2 separate regions of the Gossypium arboreum genome follow, and region 1 is linked to region 2. The links are chromatin contacts, called in public Hi-C maps. All regions are on one chromosome and are shown on one strand. The core of a region is the stretch at or near the end of the contact, and the rest is flanking DNA. Distances in the headings are between cores, read along the strand shown.

What was found. Hi-C and Micro-C count contacts between places; a contact is called where the count stands out from the background.
Region 1: a contact with region 2 is called in a Hi-C map of leaf, with 2.8 times the contacts expected there. The contact joins the promoter of LOC108489470 here to the promoter of LOC108489768 in region 2. A contact is called at or near these places in 2 of 5 Hi-C or Micro-C datasets (both in leaf).

The regions. Positions count from the first base shown.
Region 1 is chr10:105,128,399-105,135,379 of ASM2569848v2, reverse strand. It overlaps LOC108489470 (probable histone-arginine methyltransferase 1.3), which reads right to left and starts at 1,592. Exons shown (of 15, transcript XM_017794040.2): 1 at 1,141-1,592; 2 at 710-772; 3 at 228-327; 4 at 1-131. The coding sequence starts at 1,374.
Region 2 is chr10:104,804,538-104,811,456 of ASM2569848v2, reverse strand. It overlaps LOC108489768 (probable protein phosphatase 2C 40), which reads left to right and starts at 3,823. Exons shown (of 4, transcript XM_053020042.1): 1 at 3,823-4,193; 2 at 4,915-6,105; 3 at 6,467-6,731. The coding sequence starts at 4,921.

The sequences.
Region 1 (6,981 bases), core at 343-2,842, 330 kb before region 2:
ATCCTGTAACATATTTTGCTGATGTAGCAATTGTCCATAATAGTGGAAATACATTTTAGCAGAAGATGGCTCAATTTTATAATCAAACTTGCTCTTAGAAGCAGCAATGGCCCCATTTGGTAAATGAATTCCTGCTTTAAAATGGGAAAAAAAAAATACTGATCAAACAAAAGCATATATAGCCGTCAATTTTCTGCAAGATCATAAGCAGGTTTTCAAAGTAGCACCTTGAATAACATCCTTCTGCCATTGCTCAAATGCGGAATGGAAGTCCCTGCTCTCATCCTCGTTTCTAAACTGGATGGTCACTGCCCGTGAATATGATTTCTGATTCAAAAGTAATAATGTGAAAAAAAAGGTAACATTTAACAGTGGTTTAAAAATTTTGAAATCATCAAGTAAATTCATACTTATCAACAGTAAGTATTATAATTTTCACCAAAATATATTTTTGAAGGATGTATACTGTAAATTGCAGCATTCCAAGATATAAACAGAAAGAAGTCGCCACCAGTCACTACTAACCAGAATTTTACCATGGGCAAAACAAAGGGTATTGTATGTAATCAAACCCGAAAAACAGCAGAAAAGAAGTCGAGTTCGAAGAGAAAGAAAAACATATGTATTCTTTATTCTAACATTTTCATATGCATACATACATACACATATGAATATACATATATGTATGAGGCAAAAGTAAAGACGATACCTCTTTACTGGCACCAGAAATCTCTGAAACACAAAGCGATTGAACCGGTCCCAGCTTGAAGAGCTGAAAACAACAAAAAAAGGAACCTCAACCATGTTACACTATGTCTATCTCTAGCTGTCATTAACTACAAGCTTGGCTTCAAAAGTAGTTAACTTTAATTACCCAAATCGATTCTCATTTCAGTATGCTTCCCCAACACCCAAATTATACGAAAAAGTAGCAATTTTTAAACAAACCCAAAGTGGAAAATCAAGAAAAAAAAAAAAGAAACCTCTTCAATGCCAATGGAAAAACATAGTCCTTAAGTAACCCCGAAAAATGAGTTTTTTTTTTTTGAAGAAACAAACATCTGCTCAAAGTTACCCTTTATTTACCTTCGCATCGCATGTCTGTTTTCTCAAGAACCAAACAACACTCTTTTATCTTACCTGCGAGGTTCCAATATCGACATTGAAGCCATCAATAAATTCCGAATCTCGGTGAAATCGCAGCTCCGCAACTCCAGAATCAGCACTGAAACGAGCAATCACCGAAGAAGAAGAAGACGAAGACGAAGACGAAGACGAAGACGAAGACGAAGAAAGCGATGAAGAAGAAAACTGAGAAACTGCCGCCAAAGTGAACTCCAATTCTTTGGGTTTTAGCCCAGATGAATCGTCCATTATTGTTATTATATTAAACAACGCCAGAAAAGAGAAAGAGATATTTATTAAATCTACGCCATTTTCAAATTAGGGTTTTTATCAAAGAAGGAACACAAAATTAAAAAAAAAAGGTGAGACGAGAGAGATAGCTTTAGAAAGCCGCCACCTGGTGAGAGAATGAACGAGGGTATTTAGCTTTAGCTGTTTCATTAGAGAGACGATAGAGCAGACTCCGTTTATTTATTTATGGCCTAATTATGGTTTTTGTCCCTCAATTATGTTGAAGTTTGAGATTTAGTTCTCTATTCTAATTTGATATAATTTGGTACTAGTATTTCCAAATGGATGGCACACTAAAGTGATGACGTGGATTCTTTTACTGTTATTTAATTTTTTAAGTAAATTTGTATATTAGTTAAATGCTTAATGTTATTTTTTTAATAATAATTAAAAAGTAAAGTCATACCAAGTAATTTTTCAAATGTAGAGTGAAAAAAGTAACTCTGTTTCAGTGAGGAAAAAATTTATAGAGTGGGTGAGAGTTGAAACTTGGTTTTCTTGATAATGGATAGGAGTCTATGGAGATTTCTGTTATCTATTTTAACAGGAGTAATCAAAATGAATATATTATATAATATTAGTATCTATTTTGTAAAAAAAATTTGTACTGAAAATAAAAAATTATGAAAATTAAATGATCAATTGTATAGTTTATCTAATTCATTTTCAACATTTAAAAAAATTAACATTTAAACAAAATAGAATTTTAAAATTTCATAAAATGATTTTTTATCCTAAAAATATTTTTATTTCAATAATTTTAAAGTTTATAAATATATCATAAGTGGATAATATTTTACATTTAAAAAATCTAAAATATAAATTTACACATATTATGCTAATGTATGGTTATTTAATGGATATAAAATAATACTTTGGAAAAATACTCAAAAGATCCATGTAGTATATGGTTAAAAGAAATTTAGTCACTTTAAAATAAATGGGACTATACTATTTGAAAGTGAAAAATAAGGACAATTCCATTAACAATTTAATACCTCTCAAAATAAGTAACTCAATTTAGCTTTGTATTATTATTCAACAAATAAGAAAAATAAAAAGTGTTAGCTATTTTTATTAACAAAAACTGTATGATAAAAAACTGTTGAGGTAAATTTTGGAAGTTATTGTTTATGTGTTAACGAAAGTTACCATTATGATTATTATTGTACTAGACACATAACTTGCTTTTATTTGTTGGTTTTTTATCAAAATATTTTAATTATTTGCTTGCTTCTTTTCGAGGATTTTGTGCAGTCAATCTTGTGTTTATTATTGGAGAAGAGATTGGATCAAGCAAAATACTTTCCAATGATTATTATGTGATCTACTTATCTTATAAACTAAGATATGCAATCCAAGAAGATATGGGTTGATTCTATGATCCTTCGTAGTATTAATGATAATTGATTTAATGAGAGTTGGGCAGATCAAGATGGATTAAAGATTACTTTGTGAAGATGGATTCGTGCTCCAAATATGAAAGGCTTTTTGAACATTGATAGATGTTTTATTATTAAAACAAGTTTTTTAAGTAGCTCTCGAAGTGCCAACGGAAATGGTCCTTACGACTGACACTGCGACAGGAAACATAACTTACCATTTTTTAACTTGGCAATCTTTTCAACAAATCAATTGGGCAACAACTTAAATGATTTTGTGAACGTGTGTTGGCTCATATTTGAAGATCCAATATTATGGAGCAACAAATCTTTAAAGATTGAATTAATTCAAATCAAGCAAATTAGATCCCTTGTTTTGTAGAGATTGACTTGACTTATTTGAATACTTATTTTGTAGATATTTGATTTTACAAGAACTCTATGAGAATATTTGTAAAGCCTTTTTATGAGGCTATTTTAGTGGAAAATTGTTCTAATTGATTTTTATCTTAGCAAGCCTTCAACTTTTATATATTAAAGGCTTATGTAAGTTAGAAAGGTGTAGAGTTGAGAGAACTTATCTGTATAGTAAGGAATTTTTTTTAAGAGTGTAAACAAGTTTGTTACTTGGTTTTACAATTAGGAGAGAACTTAGAGGTGAATGATTTGGATCTTTATGTGCAAAACTAAGGTTGCTATACCAGGGTACGATAAGACTTAAATCACTTCTTGTATTGGGATTAATTATAATGGATTTACTCACTGAGCTAGGGTTCACAAACGTAGGAAAACCAAACTGTATAAACAATTTCTTGTCCCCTATTTTTATTGTGTTTTATACAATGTCATCTAAACTGCTCACTTTCGTTGTCACACTACAACAAAACAAGCCTACCGTGAAACTTTTTTTGACCTAATACGACGCAAAAAAGGTTGCCATTGGTTTCACGACGCTTCTCCCGACACTTCCAAAAAGGTTATCTATAGTACAGTTGGCATAGGCTCTATGTAATAGCCCGTTTTTAGGGTTAATTGGAACAGTGATTTCGTGACCACAATCCAAAGTCAAAATATTTATTTTATTATTTTATTAAGGTTTATAGTATGATAGAATGTTCTTGTGAAAATTTCGTAAATAAATTTTACCGTTTGAGTGGTTAATTCGGTAAAAAGGACTAAATCGCATAAAGCATAAAAGATGAATTCTAAAAGTGAAATGAATCAATTAGCTCATGAAATGAAATGATGGGTACTTGCATGGTAAATATACCATTTTTATAATGAGTGGACAACTTTGGATATGTATAAGGTAGATTTTTAGTGTTAGTTAAAGGTTAATTTTGTAATTTAGTTATTATGTTATAATTAGAATAAAACAAACACATTTTTCCTATTCATTCATCATCTTAGCTGAATTTGAGAAAGAAAAATCAGTCATTTTTAGGGCTAAACATTCGGCCAAGCTTCCTTTGTCAATTAAGGTGCGGTTTTTGTCTCGTTTTTAATAATTTCTATGTTTTTGAGCTCGTTGCAGCTTAATCTAGTTAGCCCGTATCTCCGTTTTCGAAATTATTATAGATTTTTTGAGATTCCATTGAAAAATATTCATGATTTTTGATGATTGATGACGAAATATGAAAGTTAGATGACAGTTTTACATATTTTACAAAGTCATTTTGAGTAAAAATGCAAATTGTGGACTAATTTGTGAAATTATGACATTATGTGGTTAAAAGTATTAATAAAGTGAAAATATGGGCTGTTATATGATTGGGTAAAATTCGGCTAGCTTGGGTTTGTGCTTAATTTCATGAAATTGTGATTTTATGTGATAAGGACTAAATTGAAAAAATATGGAATAATAGGGGAAAAAGTGTAATTTTGTCAAAATATGTAAATTGTGTTAAATTGAATGAATTAATGATTAAATGAGTAAATTTTTTTATCATATAGATTGAGAAAAATGAGATTCAAATCTAGAACGGGGGAAACAAAGTATCGAATTAGTCGATTTAATTCATCGTTATAGCGAACAGGGTAAGTTCGTATGCTAATAAACATATTTAAATTGTGTTATAAATGCTTATTTATTATTGAATTGAATTGAACTATATATGTTTCATTATCATTGAATTGTCACAAATGTTGAACGAGTAAATACGAGCAAAAATCGACAAAGTTACGACATCCGAAAGTCTCGTACGAACCCTAGGAATAATATAGGATACAAATGTCATGACATTAAAATTACCGAGATGTGATTACATGTAAGACCATGTCTGGGACATTGGCATTGTATTGTGATTACGTGTAAGACCATGTCTGGGACATTAGCATCGTTATATGATTTCGTGTAAGACCCTGTCTAGGACAATGGCATCGATATGTAATAACATGTAAGACCATATCTAAGATGTGGCATTGTATGAGCTTTATGTGATTTCCGAGTATGCTTAATGATTCCAAATGGTTCAATGGGCATAGTCAAGACGAGAAGGAAAGTACAATTGAATTACGTGATATAGGTTCGTACAGAACTTATATGAGAATCAAATGAAGGCAATTTGGTAAGTTTTTAGTGTATTATGTATATGAAATGAGAAAGATTTATGTATAAGTATGTTCCATGCCAAAAATGTGTTTATTTGGCTATAATGAGGTATGAATTGAATGATATGTGAGATATGAGTTATAGTTGTTTTAACTAAATATACATATGGCACATAGTATGCGAAATACCGTTATTTGATGATATCTCACATAATTCACTTGGCTAAAGAAAAGGTGAAGGTAATTGAATTGAATAAAGTTTATATATACAATTGCTTATGCATATGAAGATGTGAATGAATTGATAAGAAGTATTCAAACCATATGTGTTTTGAATGAATAAACTCATGAAAATCTTGATTAACTATGTGCATGAATTCGAGATAGAATGGTGCAATCATATGAATTATATCATGTTTTGAATAATGGTTTTGAATGCAGTTATTTAACAATATGAGTTTATTACCATACGAGCGTACTAAGCTTTATAGCTTACTTTGTGTTATTTTTCTATGTTTTATAGTGTTTTGGACGTTCACTCGAATTGGAAGTCGGTGGAGATTGCATCACACTATCTGGTTTTTGACTTCGGGATTTACACACTTATGACTTAGTTATATGACATGTATAGGCTTGAGTCTTTTTGATAAAGGTTTTGGTGATGTATTTGGCCATTTTATATGGCTTATTAATGACTTATGTTTGATGTGTAATTTGCCTTGTGTAATGGCATAATTTGGTATGGTTGGTGATGGCTTAAGATGATCATTTGGCTATTTAGTATATGTTGAGTATTTACTTATGAGAAGCATGAATTTGGACTTAATAAATGAATGGTTAATAGATGATTTATGAGTCAAGCTTTGTGTGTGATTGATGGTAGTAAAAACACATATTGAAATAGGTTGTATTGAGGAGTATGATATGTACTTTGGTATATGATTGAATAGGTAAGTAATGAGGAATGAATCATGCTAGTTCGTATGTGTTTGAATGTACAAATGTATTGAATTGAGTAATGAAATGGTTGAAGATGAAATGGCATGATATGTGTACAAATTGTTATGAAGTGGCTGTGAATTGGGTTGAATTATTGATACAAATTACTTGTGTATGCTTGTGAAATAGGATGGCAAAATGGTTATGCAAATAGCCTATTTTTGTCTACACGGGAAGAGACACGGGATATGTCTCAGCCGTGTGCGACACACGGTCATACTACACGACCGTATGTCCCCTAGGGTAGCCCTTCGATTTTAAGTCAGAATACCCTACAGGTTTGACACGATCTAGACACACGGGCGTGTCTATTGGCCGTGTGTGAGACACGGGCTGGCACATGGGCGTGTGGCCAGTCGTATGACCTAAGTCAGTAACCTCTCCAGATTTCCCACGACCATGGCACACGGGCGTGTCCTCGGCTGTGTGGTGCAAGTCAGAATGTATGCCCTGTTTTCACACGGTCTGTGACACGGCATGTCTGGTGACCGTGTGAGGCACACGGCCTGTTCACACGGGCGTGTGACCCTAAAATGTTTGAAAACTTTATAAGTTTCACAAAGTTTGCAAATGTTATCAGTTTAATCCCGAACCACTTCTAAGCATGTTCTAAGGCCTTAAAGAGTCTCGTAAG
Region 2 (6,919 bases), core at 2,574-5,073:
ATGGCAATTCTAGTTCAAACCGGCTTAAAAAAGGTTGTTACTAGGAAAAAACCTGAGAATCTAAATCAAACAGAATGGGAAGAGCTTGATGAAAAGGTCTTGTCTGCAATCCAGTTGTGCATCGCGAATACAGTATTGCAGAAGGTATTGATGGAGAAGACCTCATCCGCCTTGTAGAAAAGGTTAGAAACTTTTTATACGACTAAGTCTCTGGCTAACTGTTTAGTGTTGAAACAACGTCTATTTACGTTTCGCATGAACGAATGTGAGCTTCTTAGAGATCACATCAATCAATTCATTACTCTTTTAAATGATTTAAAGAACATTGAGGCTCATATTGATGATAAAGATCAGGCTACGCTATTATTGTGCTCTTTACCCCCTTCATACAAGTCTTTCAAGGAGACCCTAATTTATGACAGAGACAAACTCTCGTTTGAAAATGTGAAGGGTCATTTGTTGAGTAGAGACAAACTCGAAAATGAGTTTGGTTTGGATAGTAAGGCATATAGGCAAGCTTCTATTTTGGTAGTATCAAAGAAACGAGACAGAATGTGTCGCTACTGTAAAAAGTTAGGTCACGTCAAAGTAGATTGCTATAAACTATGAAATAAAAGAGTTGCTGAGAGTAACGAGAAAGATGTAGCTGGAGCTAATTTGGCCAATGAGAGCGGTGATGATTTCTTGTTAGTGTCAATAAGCGATAACTCCAAGCACACGTCTGAGTGGATCCTAGATTCGGGATTTTTTTCTACATGTATCCCAATAGAGAATGGTTCTCCACTTACAGTTTGGTTGAAGGTGGAGTTATGCGCACGGGAAATGATTCATCTAGTAAGGTAATTGGTATTGGTACTATTAAAATTTGGATACATGATGGGACACTTAAAACACTCCCAGATGTCAGGTATTTACCTGATTTACAAAAGAATCTCATCTCCACTTGAAAAAATGCAGAATCAACATTGAGTCAAGCGACATTAAAGTATCTCGTGGAGCTCTCGTTTTGTTAAAAGGTAAAAGAACCGATAATCTTTATATTCTGGAAGGTTCTACAATAACTGGTGAAATCAGACATCCCTCATTCGTTATGGAGTCGAAGTCAACTCGTTTGGAGCAGGTGCAACTTGGTCATAAGAGGGAAAATGTATGACCATTTCATTAAAGAGATGTTCTCTTTTGGATGCAGGTTTTGAAAAGTTAGGGCATTGTGTTCGTGAAAATCAAACTCGGGTTAGTTATAATATGGTAGTGTACAAGTCGAAGGCTAGAAGTCTTCAAGTTTCTAAGCATAGATTCGACTCAGTTAATTCCCTACATAGTTCAAGATAGGCCCGTGGCGGGCTTTGGCAAATATGACATTGTGGAAATATGAGTCAAGGTGGAAATTTGTTGAGTATGACTCCTATTTCAGTCAAATTTGAGAAATAATTTTTCAGTTAAACTCTGTTTATTTATTTCAATCAAACTCTGATTAATCTAGAATATTTTATTATTATTTGAATTTAGCCTATAAATAGGCTCTTTTACAACCTTAGAAAATACACCATTAGATATTAGAACTCATAACACATTTAGAGAATTTTGTATTTATGTTTTGAGGGTTCTTTGATTTCGATTTTTCGGGGTTTAGTTTTTATCTCTATCTTTTGTAGTATTTGTTCTTTTGCCATTATAGTAAAATTATCATTGTCCTTGGTTTTTTATCCTCTTTGGAGGAATTTTTTTACGTTAAATTTGTGTGTTCAATTTTTCAATTTATTTTATTATTTTTTTACTTGTTGTTTAATTGGGTCGATTCTAACAAATACTATAAAAGATTAATTGTGTCACTTCATTTGTAGGCGTCTCGAACTCCATTGGGATAGCAATGGCGATGTTATTGACGGTATCAATGCACAAGAGGTGGCAAAATGTCATTGTTCAAAGCTATTAACATGATTCGAGGCAATCTAAGTTTGACATGGGGTATTTCTGCTATCATTAGGATGTTGTTTCGTGGTTCGATTTGCATTAACCATGTGCTTCGTGGATTGGATGGCACAAAAAAAGTTTATGGATCTTGCCCTCCTCTCTAACAATCTCTACTGCAACTTCTACTTGATGAAAGATGTATAGAAAAGTCAAAAGCGCAATATTACGAATTTAGTCCTAGAAGATTCTGCTGCTTTGAGGTTGAAAAAAAACCAAACCAGCCATTTGTACTGTTGTTGAGAACCTCTGAAGATATGATGAATGCTCACCACTCACTTAGTCACCACCACTACCTTTTAATTTTGACTCTGCACTTTACAACCTTTGAATAAATTCTGGCTTTCATCGTTTCTTTTAAAATCCAAAAATTGTCCCAATCTTTAACAAATTGCAACCAATATATCCTATATTGTATAATAATAATAATGCGTGTGCTCCAATCTCTCTCAATGAGACAAAATTCCAGTCGTCAATATAAACAATGGGCTATTTACAATACCTAATTGTCAACTAACTAACAGTATTTCTAACTTTGAAGGATTCGAAAATTAGTATACAATTATTATTTATTTATTTTAAACAATAAAAAATTTTAAGAAAATAAAACATGTGGTAATATTTCAACCAAGTGTCCTAAATATTTGAACCTATTAACATACAAAATGATAATAATCCTTTAAAATTTATTAAAATAAGAGTTAATTTTAAATTATGACTCTCATTTTAAATTATTTTTAAATTTTAAATTATTCTAATTAAATCCTTAAATTATCGATGTTATATCAATTAAATATTGTTATTATTAAAATCATTAATTTAACTTGTAGATGATATGCTAGATCTTATATGATATAATTTAAAATGAAAAAAAAAGAAATAATGAATATTGTAAAATAGATATTTTAAAATCTTAGCTTTTAGCTTTTGAAACTTTTAAAGAAGCTGTATCATTCACTTTTTTTTTCAATTTCATTTTTTTAGTTTTTACTTTTAAAATTATGTAATGATGTTGTATTTCTTTGAAATTTTATTTTAAATTTAACTACTTAATATTTGATATGTTATTTAATGGTTAAATTTAATAACAAAAGGACCTAATTCATTAACCTTATAGTTTGGGATGTGATTAAAATGTTTTAAAATTAAGGGATCAATTTAGAATGAGAGTCATAGTTTGGGGATGTCTTGTGCAATTAATTTTAAAAATAAATATAATTTTTATAATTTTTAACGGTTGACATTGAAATATAAAGAGTTAAATTACTTTTGGGGAGTTTGAACTTTAGCAACTTTTTCAATATTGGAGTCTAAACTCTTTTTTATCCAAGTTAAGTTCTGAATTTGACAATGTTCTCACCTTGAAGGTTGAACATTTTTTTATTTAAGTTAGGCTTTGAACTTGACAATTATTTTTATATCAGGGTTTGAACTTTTTTTTGTCCAAGCTAGTATTTGAAAACCTTAGAGTTTAGGCTCTAATGTTGAAACAATTGCTAAGTTTAGGCTCTAATGTAAGTTCACTGATTAACTTGGACAAAAAAAAAAGTTCAAGGCCTAGTAGAAACATTTGTTTAGTTCAAGTCTTAATTTAGTAACAATTGCTAACTTCAAAATTTAATTTAGACAAAAAAAATCAATCTCTAATGTAAAAAACTCACCAAATTTAAACAATTTAACCCAAAATATAAATTTTAAATAAAATTTTTTAATAGTTTAGCATTACAAAGGTTTAAAATTAGTTTTAAAATAATTTTGAAAATTACTAATTTGAAAAGAAAAGAGATATATATATAGAGAGAGAGAGAGAGTTGAAAAGGGAAGAGTTTGAAAAACGGCACTACCGGTAATAGAGAATCTGACAAAATCAGAGCCAAACAAAAAGTCCCAAAAACGAAAAAAGATAAAAGGAAAATAAGGAAAATGTATATATAAAAACAAGAATTCCTCCAAATATAGCAGAAAGAAAGAAAGACAAAACCCCTTCTTTCCCAACCATCCAATTTTCCATTGAACCAACGCATTGCACGCTCCTCCTTCTTTCAGATTCAGTCTCCACTAAATCTCTCTCTGTTCTCCTCTTTTCTCCTTCTCCTATACCCAAATCTCTTGCCTCTTTGCTTCCCCCAAACTTCACTTTCTTTCGCCCCTGCATTCCAATCTAACTCCTTACTTAACCTTCTTTTCTGCCTTCCTTTTACCTTGTTGATCCAAGCACAGTGGTGGGTTTTTCTTTTTTTGATCTCTTTCCTCTTTTCTTTTCTTTTTTTTTGTACCTATACCTTAGTTTTTTATCATCATTTCAATACCATGTTGTTTTTTACCCTTTTGTTTAATTCAATGATTTAATATCTTGTTTTGTTGTCTTTAGTGAACTAGTTAAGATTAGAGTTCATTGTTCATACTCTAGTTTGAGTTGCTGTGGATAGACTTCTTGATAATGGAATCCCTTGTTGTTTCGATTTAAGTAGTCTTTTTTTTTATTACTCTTGTTACTGTTTTTTGTTGTTTTAGTGTTGAATAGTACAAAAAATTGTGCATTTTTATATGTTTAACAGCTAATATTAGCATTTGATAATCTTTAGTCTTTTATGAAATTGGGTTTTAATGCTATGGTCATGATTCAGATCCAGTTCGTTGTATTGTGGTTTAAGGATTCGTAATGTCCTGTTTATCACGAGAAGAATTTATAATAGGCTAGTTTATTAGCAACAAGAGGAATGATTAATTCTTGTAATGGAAGTTTTGTGTTCCCTTTGGTGACTTAATTTCTGATTCTTATCTTTTGAGAATTACATCAGATTTGATCATATAAAATGTTGGATTGAACTGTTAGAGATGTAATATTGCGCATCTACTTGGTTATTTATATCATGAAATTACAGAATTTTGTATTAATTTCCAGCCCTTATCGTGCTAATAGAATCGTATGCTCTCTTTCAGCCTATAATGCAAGGAGAAAATTTTATTAATTCTGAAAGAGAAATTAAGGTTAGTTTTGGCTATCAGTGCAACAGCCCCAGAGGTATTCCTTGTAGCGCGGCTAATGGGCATGAAATCTGGTCAGGAAGTGAAATGCCAAGGACCGGCAGTTTTTCTTGCTTGTCCGGTGCTGCCTTAAGTGCCAATGCAACATTGGCCAACACGAATATATGTAATGGTGTGATCGGAGGTGAGATTCTTCCTAGTTTGGATTCCCCTAAATCATTTCGGAGGGTTCCCTCTTCCCCATCTCTTCCAAGGTTGGATATATTATCATCTTCGCTGCAAAGCAGTATCTCAAACTTAAGTTGCAGTTCACCAAGTCCACTTGATTCACCTGAAACTGACTCATTTTTACTGAAACCGATGAGTGCTCCTTCTAGAACTGACAGTTTCCTTAATGCTATGGAAGTACAAATGGCGGGTGGAGCAGCTGGTGAAGACAGGGTTCAAGCTGTCTGTTCTGAAGAGAACGGGTGGCTCTTTTGTGCAATCTATGATGGTTTTAATGGAAGGGATGCTGCTGATTTTCTTGCTGGCACATTATATGAAACGATAATATTTTACTTTACTTTACTAGACAGGGAATCGAAGCAGAACGTCCCCACTGCAAATGGATGTTTTGAATATTTTCATGATGATGGTTTGGTTGGTAATAAGGCAAAACCCACTTCTAGGATTGACGGCAAGAATTATGCAAGTGCTGAAAGCTTGATGAAAAAAACTGCGGATCGTAAAGTGGAAGTGTTGTCTGATTCATTTAGGCATGGGGTGCTTGATAGCCTCCAACGTGCTCTAAGTCAAGCCGAGAATGATTTCTTGTACATGGTAGAACAGGAAATGGAGGACCGCCCTGATTTAGTTTCAATAGGATCTTGTGTTTTGGTTGTTTTCCTGCATGGAAATGATATGTATACTCTCAATTTAGGTGATAGTCGAGCTGTATTGGCAACATATGATAATGCCAATGACATGGGTCAGACTGAAAAGTTGAAAGCTATTCAGCTTACCGATAGTCACACTGTTGATAATGAAGTTGAAAGAACTAGACTCTTGCATGAGCATCCTGATGACTCTATGCCCGTAGTAGGTGGAAAAGTGAAAGGAAAATTGAAGGTCACTCGTGCATTTGGAGTAGGTTACTTGAAAAAGGTAGGTACTCGAATTTCACATTGCAATTTTCTTGTATTTTTTGTTATCTAAATTTTCCCTATTGAGAAGACTCACTGCACCATAGTCGCAAAGTATTACTCAGCCCCAGAAATGGCAACTTTTATGCCTTTATCTATAAATTTAAAATCTGAAGAAAAACCACTTTTGCTTCATCCTGTCACCGAAACTATATCTTCAAGACTTAATAACATCTAATGTATCAACAAATGAGCATAACCTGCCTCGTTTATATTGTGGTTTAAGCATGAGTGAGCTCAATGGCAACTGCTATATGCCCAACTTATTGTTGTTGATCCAGTCTTTTCCGTAATTAGCATATCATTTTTGTTATTCCTTGCAGAAAAAAATGAATGATGCAGTGATGGGAATTATTCGAGTTCATAACCTCATTAGCCCCCCATATATCTCAACCGAACCATCACTGAATGTGCACACAATATCAAGATCTGATCACTTTGTTATAATTGGTAGTGATGGTTTATTCGACTTCTTCAGCAATGATGAGGCCGTAAAGCTTGTTCTTTATTATATCTCAAGCAACCCTTACGGAGATCCTGCAAAATTTCTCTTGGAGCAGCTTGTAATAAAAGCAGCGCATTCTGCAGGTAAATTATATATAATTATATCTGTCGGTTATAACTGATTTAAACTTTTTTTCTAGTTTCATTTGAACAATGACCAAAATTTTCTTTCACCGCATGTGTCTTATGGTTGTCAACATGAGTTTCATATAAAAGACCATACAATGAAACCAAAATGCATTGTTTGTAACTATGGCAGTATAGTTGTTTTA